Linked DNA regions of Mus musculus: region 1 is linked to region 2. The links are chromatin contacts, called in public HiChIP or PLAC-seq maps. All regions are on one chromosome and are shown on one strand. Each heading gives the region's core, a stretch centred on a gene start, on an enhancer-like site or on the middle of the called end of the contact. The rest is flanking DNA. Distances are from core to core; before and after follow the strand shown.

Region 1 (3,688 bases), core at 328-2,827, 520 kb after region 2:
ATGGCAGTATATGTCTTTTTAAGCCCAGCATGCAGAAGCAGAGACAGGCAAATCTCTGTGAGTTTGGGGACAGCCTGGTCTACATGGCAAGCCCCAAGCTAGCCAGAGCTACTTAGAGAGACCCTGTCTCAAAAAAAAAACCCTAAAATAAACAAACAAGCCCCCTCCCTGCTGAATAGAGCCTTTAAGACATACGCATTATAAGACATGCACATGGTATCTCAATAGAACAAGCAGATAAATTGAAGTATTGTGCGTCTAACGATGGAAAAGTGCTCTGAAAAAAAATTCAGCAAGATAAAGGGATGGGCAAACGTGGCCAGGAAAGCCTCTCAGAGCAGGCACTCCTGCAGACATGGCTCCCTTTCTTAGTGAAGAGAACAGGGCTCTGAGAAGCAACTTGTAAAATCTGTGAATGAATGCCTTTCGTGTCTACAGCGTGGACTAGCTGCTCTCCAAAAGCAGCCCTCATCACCAGCAACACAGTGAGTCAAAAACACACATTCCTGGGCCCAGCCTAGATGCTCAGCCTGTGTGAGACTGTATAGGGGCCCAGTCCATGACCTGTACTATCACAGGTCTCCGTGGGGCTCTGCTCTTAGCTCGAATTTGAATACTGCTGAGCCAGATGCCTGTCCTCAGAGCTCTATCCTGGATCCTGGGTCATGGGCCTCCCCTGGATGCTTGCTTATATGCTGAGGGTCATAGTGCCCTACCTCTCTATCCCGACTTAGCAAATACCATCACTGGAACAAGATCCCCTGGAGATTCCGGTTTTAGTTTTTGTTTCTGTTTTTGCATGTACAGAATGTTTTCAACTTTGTGATATTCTACACAAAGATCTGGGCTCTTCTTCCCGAGAAACTGAAGTATCTGACAAAAGGTTTACAACTTTTAATTATGCTGGGCTCCTATCCCATTACAACAGCACTGCTGGGAGCTGGAGATCAGCCCCCCTGAAGAAAGAGCATACAGCTTTTGTGATGTCACTGTCCTTGCCACTCCTTTCTGTCTTTATATGTCACTGGCATGCTTTATGCCCAGCCCCTCTGGAGACCCTTGACTCAACCTGCAAGCTGGCTGAGGCTTTCTGCCTCCTCGGGGTTGGTGAACTCTCATCCTGGGCTCAGGAAGAGGCTCTTAGTTCAGATATCTTTTTGATCATCCTTGCAGAACAATGTGATGTGCTGAATAGGCTATGGCCAGAATGAATGGTCCCCTGGCTGTCCTGGGCATTTTAATTTATCAAGCAGACAGAGCATGCAAGGACAGTGTACCAAGCAGACATTAGCTGTCATCTGCCGCTCTCAGAGCTAAACCTAAGAACATTCGGTCCTGGTAGGATCTGAGCTCTCCTGAGACCCGAAGGCACTGTGACGTCAGTATTCCTTTAGAATAAAACGTTAGCCAATTTGTTGTTGAATGAGCACCAGGAGAAAGCTTTGGACAAAAATAAATTATGGAGATCTGATAGGCAAGAGGACAAGTTGTTTTCAAAGAGCATCAAAAGAGAGAAGGAAATGACTGGCTATATGAGGTATGGGGGGAAAATATAGCTTTCTTTTTTTTTTAACAGGAAGTTTAAAAGTTCACATTATGTAACTTAGTCCTCAAGAAAAAGATTTATGGGAGCTGGGGAGATGGCTCGGTCAGAAAAGTGCTTGTCACGCAAGCGAGAGGACATGAGTTTGGATTTCCAGCATCCGTGCAGAAAACCAAGCCTAGTGGTGTGTGCCTAGAATCCCAGTGCCACACAAACAGAGACAGGGGGATTCCTGGGGCTCGCTGGCCAACTGGTCCAGACAAGCTGGTGTTCAGAAGGTTCAGAGAGAGAACAGGTCTGATGAAATAAGGCAGAGAGAGTGATTGAGGAAGATTCCTGATACAGACTTCTGGTCTACACACACACACACACACACACACACACACACACACACACACACACTAAAATGAAGAAGATACACTACAGAATGTCCTTTGGTGAGCGCCCGATTCCGTTGACTCACGTATGATACAGGGGAGATAAGATGCACTTCTTGGCTCCAGAACATGTTTGGGTACATATTAGTTTCCTTTGGTGCTATAGCAGATTACTATAAATTGCATCAGGCTGTAGACATTCTCTCATAGAGACTAGAAGTCTGAGCAGACCAGGTGTCAGAAGGGCTGTCGCTCTCTGAAGGTCTTCTCTTGCCTCCTCCATCTTTATCTGCTTCGGGAATCTCTTACCTCATAGCTGAACAACCTCTGCTTTCATCCCTGAAGGGTTGAAAAAAATAAATAAACCTTATAAATTAAGGTTCTCCACTTAATTTATAAGGATGCCTGCTTAATCATGGGATGTAGGACCTCCAGGAATCTCATCTTGAGAGTTTTATTTACATGTGCAAAAACTCTGTTTCCAAATAAGGTCATCATTGTGGTGCTGGCCTGGGGTTGGGGGGTGACTTGAGCCTATCTTCTTTCGGGGAGGACATTATTTAATCCATTATGTGAAGAAAAGCACCTTGTCCAGTGCCCCTCACCAACTCACCACCTGCCTGTACCAAGGTGGAGCTACTCAGACCTTCCGAAACCCCTCTTTGGCACTCATTCAGGTCCAGAGGCCCCTTTTTTGAATAGCCTTCCCCCACATAATCTTTGCCCTCCATTAAGATCTAGAATGGCATCAAGAGCAGACAAGGAAGACTGGAATGCCTACTAGTTTGTTCTTTCTCCCCATAAGACACCAGCACTTGTCAGAGAGGATGCTATAAAGATGGCTGCTTTTCTCCCACAGATATGCCAAGTACTATAAGGAGAACAATGTGGAAAAGCGGACGTTGATCAAAGCCTTCGGCATCCGTTTTGACATCCTGGTTTTCGGCACTGTAAGTCTCTCCTGGTCCCAGCATCTCCATCCTACCACTACTCACAGATATAGTGAGAAATGAACACTAGCAGTAGCTGTCAGTCATTGGCTCTGTGCTACCCACATGGGGTATGCTAGGAGGAGGAGATGTGATTGGGGGGTCTGCTGATGCACAAACCATCTGAAAACATAGAATGTGACTGAGGAAGAATTCAAAGATTCAAGCTTGCTTTTATTTTTCTGGGTCAGGCTTTCGCTGCATAGCCAGCTGGCCTTAGATTCTCAATCTCCCTGACTTATCCCTCTATATGTGTGGCACCACCACGCCTAGCTCTGCTAGTCAACTTTTCAAATACTTTAATACTGAACTGGGGAGATGGCTCAGTGGACAAAAGTGAAGACCTCAGTTCAGACCGCCAGAGTCCAGGTAAAAAACTGGGCGTGGCAATGCATGCCTGTAATCCTAACACAGGTGTTGACACAGGAGGAGGAACCCTGGGAAATCAATGGCTAGCCAGGGTCACTGAGAGACTCAGTCTCAAAAAAACAATCACCCAACTGATCAGCTGAGGAAAGACCAAAACCAGCCTCTTTTACACGCTTGTGTGGACAAGCACCTGCACATATATGCATGTGCATATTATAGACGACACACACTAGATGATGGATGGATAGTAGATAGATAGATAGATAGATAGATAGATAGATAGATAGATAGATAGATAGATAGACAGACAGACAGACAGACAGACAGATAGATAGATAGATAGATAGATAGATAGATAGATCTGATACGGAGCTGAGGGAATGTGTGTTTATGAGAAGACCTGGGTTTGA
Region 2 (3,687 bases), core at 640-3,139:
ACAGATCCTCACACGTCAGCATCACATCCTTTGCCACTTCATTTCCTGCTCGGCACCGGGTTTTGGGGTGGTAATTGGTGTGTCTATTCCTGGAAATGATGTCAGCGGGAAGAAAGCATGCAGTTACTTTGAAGCTGAATGCACTCAGCTGACGTCAGGTTGGAAAGAGATGCCTGCCAATAGCCAGTGCGCCTCTCCAAAGATGTTGGGACCGGGTCCTGTCTGCGGCACGGTCATTCGGAAAGAGCCTGGGGATCCTGAGCTGAGGCCCCTCAAGTTCTTCAAGGCTGGTCACCTCTCAGAGTCCCAGGTCTGAAGAGCTAGTACCCACCTGCCTTATCCTCCTGGGAGCATATACAGTGGCTACGGGTATGCCCTGTGGCCAGGCTGCCCAGCAAAGGTTTAACCCCTTGACCCTGTGGGCCAAGAACGTGAGGACAAACCACAATCAATTTCTTTTCTTTATCCCTTCCTTTCTTTCTTTCTTTCTTTCTTTCTTTCTTTCTTTCTTTTTTTAACTTCTTATATTTTATATTTGAATCAGGGTCTCAATATGCAGCCCTGGCTGTCCTCGAACTCAGTCTGTAGACCAGGCAGTCCTTGAACTCACAGATCTGCCTCCCAAGTGCTGGGGGTAAAGGTATGTGCCACTGTACCTCATTCATACTTAGTTTCTAATGTGACCTACTTCTGGGAATTTAGACCCTAAGTGCAGCTCATTAGCAAGTCCTGTCCTGCCGGCCTCTGTCTGTCTCAGGCAGATGGGCAGGAGATCCTGAGACAGGGAGATCCAACAGGTCTGGGCCTCTTGATTCCCAACCCTGACAGACAATGATACCTGAGGCAGCAGCCAGACAGGGTAGATAGCTTTGTGTGTGTGTGTGTGTGTGTGTGTGTGTGTGTGTGTGTGTGTGTATGCTTGAAATCCCAGCACTCAGGAAGCTGAGACAGGAGGATCATACACTAGAGGCAGTGTCAATTATATAATGAAACCCTTTCTGAAAAAAAAAAAAAAAGAGCCGGACATGGTGGCGCACGCCTTTAATCCCAGCACTTGGGAGGCAGAGGCAGGAGGATTTCTGAGTTCGAGGCCAGCCTGGTCTACAGAGTGAGTTCCAGGACAGCCAGGGCTACACAGAGAAACCCTGTCTTGAAAAACCAAAAAACAAAAACCAAAAAAAAAAAAAAAAAAAAAAGAAAGAAAGAAAAGGAAAAAAAAAAGGTGGCGGAGAGAGCTGGGGATGTGGCTCAGTAGTGTGCTTGGCTGGTATGCAGAAGGTGCTGAGTCCCAATCCCTCAGGACCATGTAAACCTGGCGAAGTGGTGCATGCCTGGAATTCCATTATTTAAGAGGTGTAGGCAAGAATGAAAGGGCTCTCTAGTGTTTTTTAGCGAGGCAGAAGGTATGGGGAGAAGGGCAAGGCCTGCCAGAGCCATGCTTGCCTTGTGTAAGCTGGCTAGAGTCCCTTCAAGGAGGATCAGGAATTCAATGTCATCGTTGGCTGCACAGTTAGTTCAAGGCCAGCATGGTCTCTGTCTCTGTCTCTCTCTTTCTCTCTCTCTCTCTCTCTCTCTCTCTCTCTCTCACACACACACACACACACACACACCATAGAAACTACAAGAAATCATAAAGTAAGACTACCTCTGGGTCGAACTTTCTTTCTTCTATCTCAAATTTGCTGCTTCAATTACTGCTTCTAAATATTTCCAACAGGCAGCTGTTTGAGTCTGCAGAGGTGAAGCAGCAAACCCATCCAGCTTGGCCCTGTCTGCCATAGCAGACATTAGCAATCCATCATCGAACTCATTCACCCTGAGATGGGACTGCAGACCTCCTCCTCTACTGCTTGCTTAGCACCTATTGGAGGGGCGAGGGATTTTCCTTCCGTGTTTGAGAACTTTCCACATGGTAATCTTCTCTGTGCCCCACAACTCTTATCAAAGGCCCTACTCATGCCTGGACACGTTTCCCCACATCCTGTTAAGAAGGAACTGCTGCTGGCTCAGCGTTTGTAGAAGAAAGTCGGTAACGGCTCCATCGCTGGCCCCCGGTTCTCTCAGAACATTCTACTGTGGTAAGGACAGAGTGAAATAGGTTTGGGGAGCGATCATCTTTGTCAAGAGCATCTCCAAGGCCCCTATTTCCTCGGAGGAAATCAGTGCTTTGCGTTAAGACCTGGCACAAGCCAACTCCAGTTTTGGCAGAACGGAGGAAACTAGTGGCTGGTTGTGCAAGCAAGCTTGTCCTTCCCTGTGAAGAAATTAGACTCCTCCTCCCCCCCACGCTCCTCCCCCACGCTCCCCCCTTCCCTTCCTCCTTTCCCTTCCTCTCTCCTGCCTCTCTTCTTTTTCCTTCCTCTGCTCCTTCCCCCATCCTTTGCCCTTCTTCCTCTTTTCTGGATTGTCTCCCTCCTCCCTTCCTCCCTCCCTCCTCCCTCCCGTCTCCTCCTCCTCCTCCCCCACTTCCCTGGAGCCAAGCTCAAACCCAGACAGCAAGTCAGTGACTATGAAATCACAGGCAATTTCTAGGCCACCAGATGTGCAACAGATTTAGACTGAAACAGCTGGATAATCAAACAGCTTCCTGGTCCCCCACCCCCAAACATCCCCTGCCGGATGTCCTCCGTCTGCTGGAGGACACATGTGAACACTCTCAGCTCTCTGAGAGCGGTGGGTGCCAAGCCCCTTGTTCCATAAAACCCCAACAGCATCCTTTAAAGGCTCCTGTTGGGATTTTGTGCTCCGAAGCCTCCCACTCTCTTACCTAATCCAGCCGAGATGCCCGGTGCTGATGAAGCAACTTGGCTACCTTCCACGAGTGTCCCAAGATCTTCATATGACCTGGAGGGATGCCGGGAAGGAGGACGTGAAAAAGAGGAAGGAGGACTAAAGGAGGCACAGACTGCTGGGAGAGCCAGCCATACCCCTGGCCCCCCCTGTAAGAGAAACAGACAAGGAAGCCCCCAGGAGTTCCAAGCTCCTAAGACCAAACTCCCAGCTCCAGGGTCTAACCAGCCAGCAAGACCCCCAGATGAGGCAGGGCAGGGCAGTGAGCTCCATCTCAGCTCCCAGGACAAGTGAATAGCACTGAGCTCACACCCTCCCAGCTGCCCCAGGGCCCTCTGTACCTGTACTCAGCCTAGAGCTTCTCTCTGTCACTGAGGTGGAGGGGAGGAGGCCTGGATTGTACTGCAAAGCCAGGCTGGGAGGGAGTCCTGAGAAAGCTCTCAGCAGGAGAAAAAGAGAGACTCCTACAAATGGAGAAGGTTAACAGTAGGATGTTAAGGAACCAGACTCACATGCCTGAATTCCAGCATTCTGGGACCAAAGGCAGAAGAATGGCTATGAGTTCAAGACCAACCTGGGCCACAGCACCCTGTCAAAAACAAAAACAAACAAAACAACAATAAAAAACTGGTTTGTATGAGTGTCCTAGTCCAAGGTCCATGTATTAAAGGCTTGATCACTGGTCTTTGGAAACATGGAGAGCTACTGGGTCCTTTAAGAGGTGGAGCCTAGCCGGGCGTGGTGGCACACGCCTTTAATCCCCAGCACTCGGGAGGCAAAGGCAGGTGGATTTCTGAGTTCGAGGCCAGCCTGGTCTACAGAGTGAGTTCCAGGACAGCCAAGGATACACAGAGAAACCCTGTCTCAAAAAACAAAACAAAACAAAAGAAAAACCCC

What was found. HiChIP or PLAC-seq counts read pairs in DNA pulled down with a chosen protein or histone mark.
Region 1: a contact with region 2 is called in an H3K4me3 HiChIP or PLAC-seq map of bone marrow-derived macrophages, with 6 times the contacts expected there. The contact joins two enhancer-like sites. A contact is called at or near these places in 4 of 115 datasets of contacts at active chromatin or transcription factors (T-cell acute lymphoblastic leukemia, bone marrow-derived macrophages, memory CD8 T cells and 1 more) and 2 of 9 other capture datasets (adipose tissue and liver).

Annotation. Positions count from the first base shown.
Region 1 is chr5:122,667,659-122,671,346 of GRCm38.p6, forward strand. P2rx7 (purinergic receptor P2X, ligand-gated ion channel, 7) reads left to right here. Exons shown (of 13, transcript NM_011027.4): 9 at 2,780-2,870. Among named protein-coding and RNA genes, the nearest start is that of Mir8115, 13 kb to the right of the region's middle. Within about 2 kb of position 1,578, at least 20 of the 459 cell types and tissues checked have an H3K27ac peak or open chromatin away from gene starts, as enhancers often do. A contact at or near this core is called in bone marrow-derived macrophages, where this site is marked.
Region 2 is chr5:122,143,667-122,147,353 of GRCm38.p6, forward strand. No RefSeq gene overlaps it. Among named protein-coding and RNA genes, the nearest start is that of Ppp1cc, 13 kb to the right of the region's middle. Within about 2 kb of position 1,890, at least 236 of the 459 cell types and tissues checked have an H3K27ac peak or open chromatin away from gene starts, as enhancers often do. A contact at or near this core is called in bone marrow-derived macrophages, where this site is marked.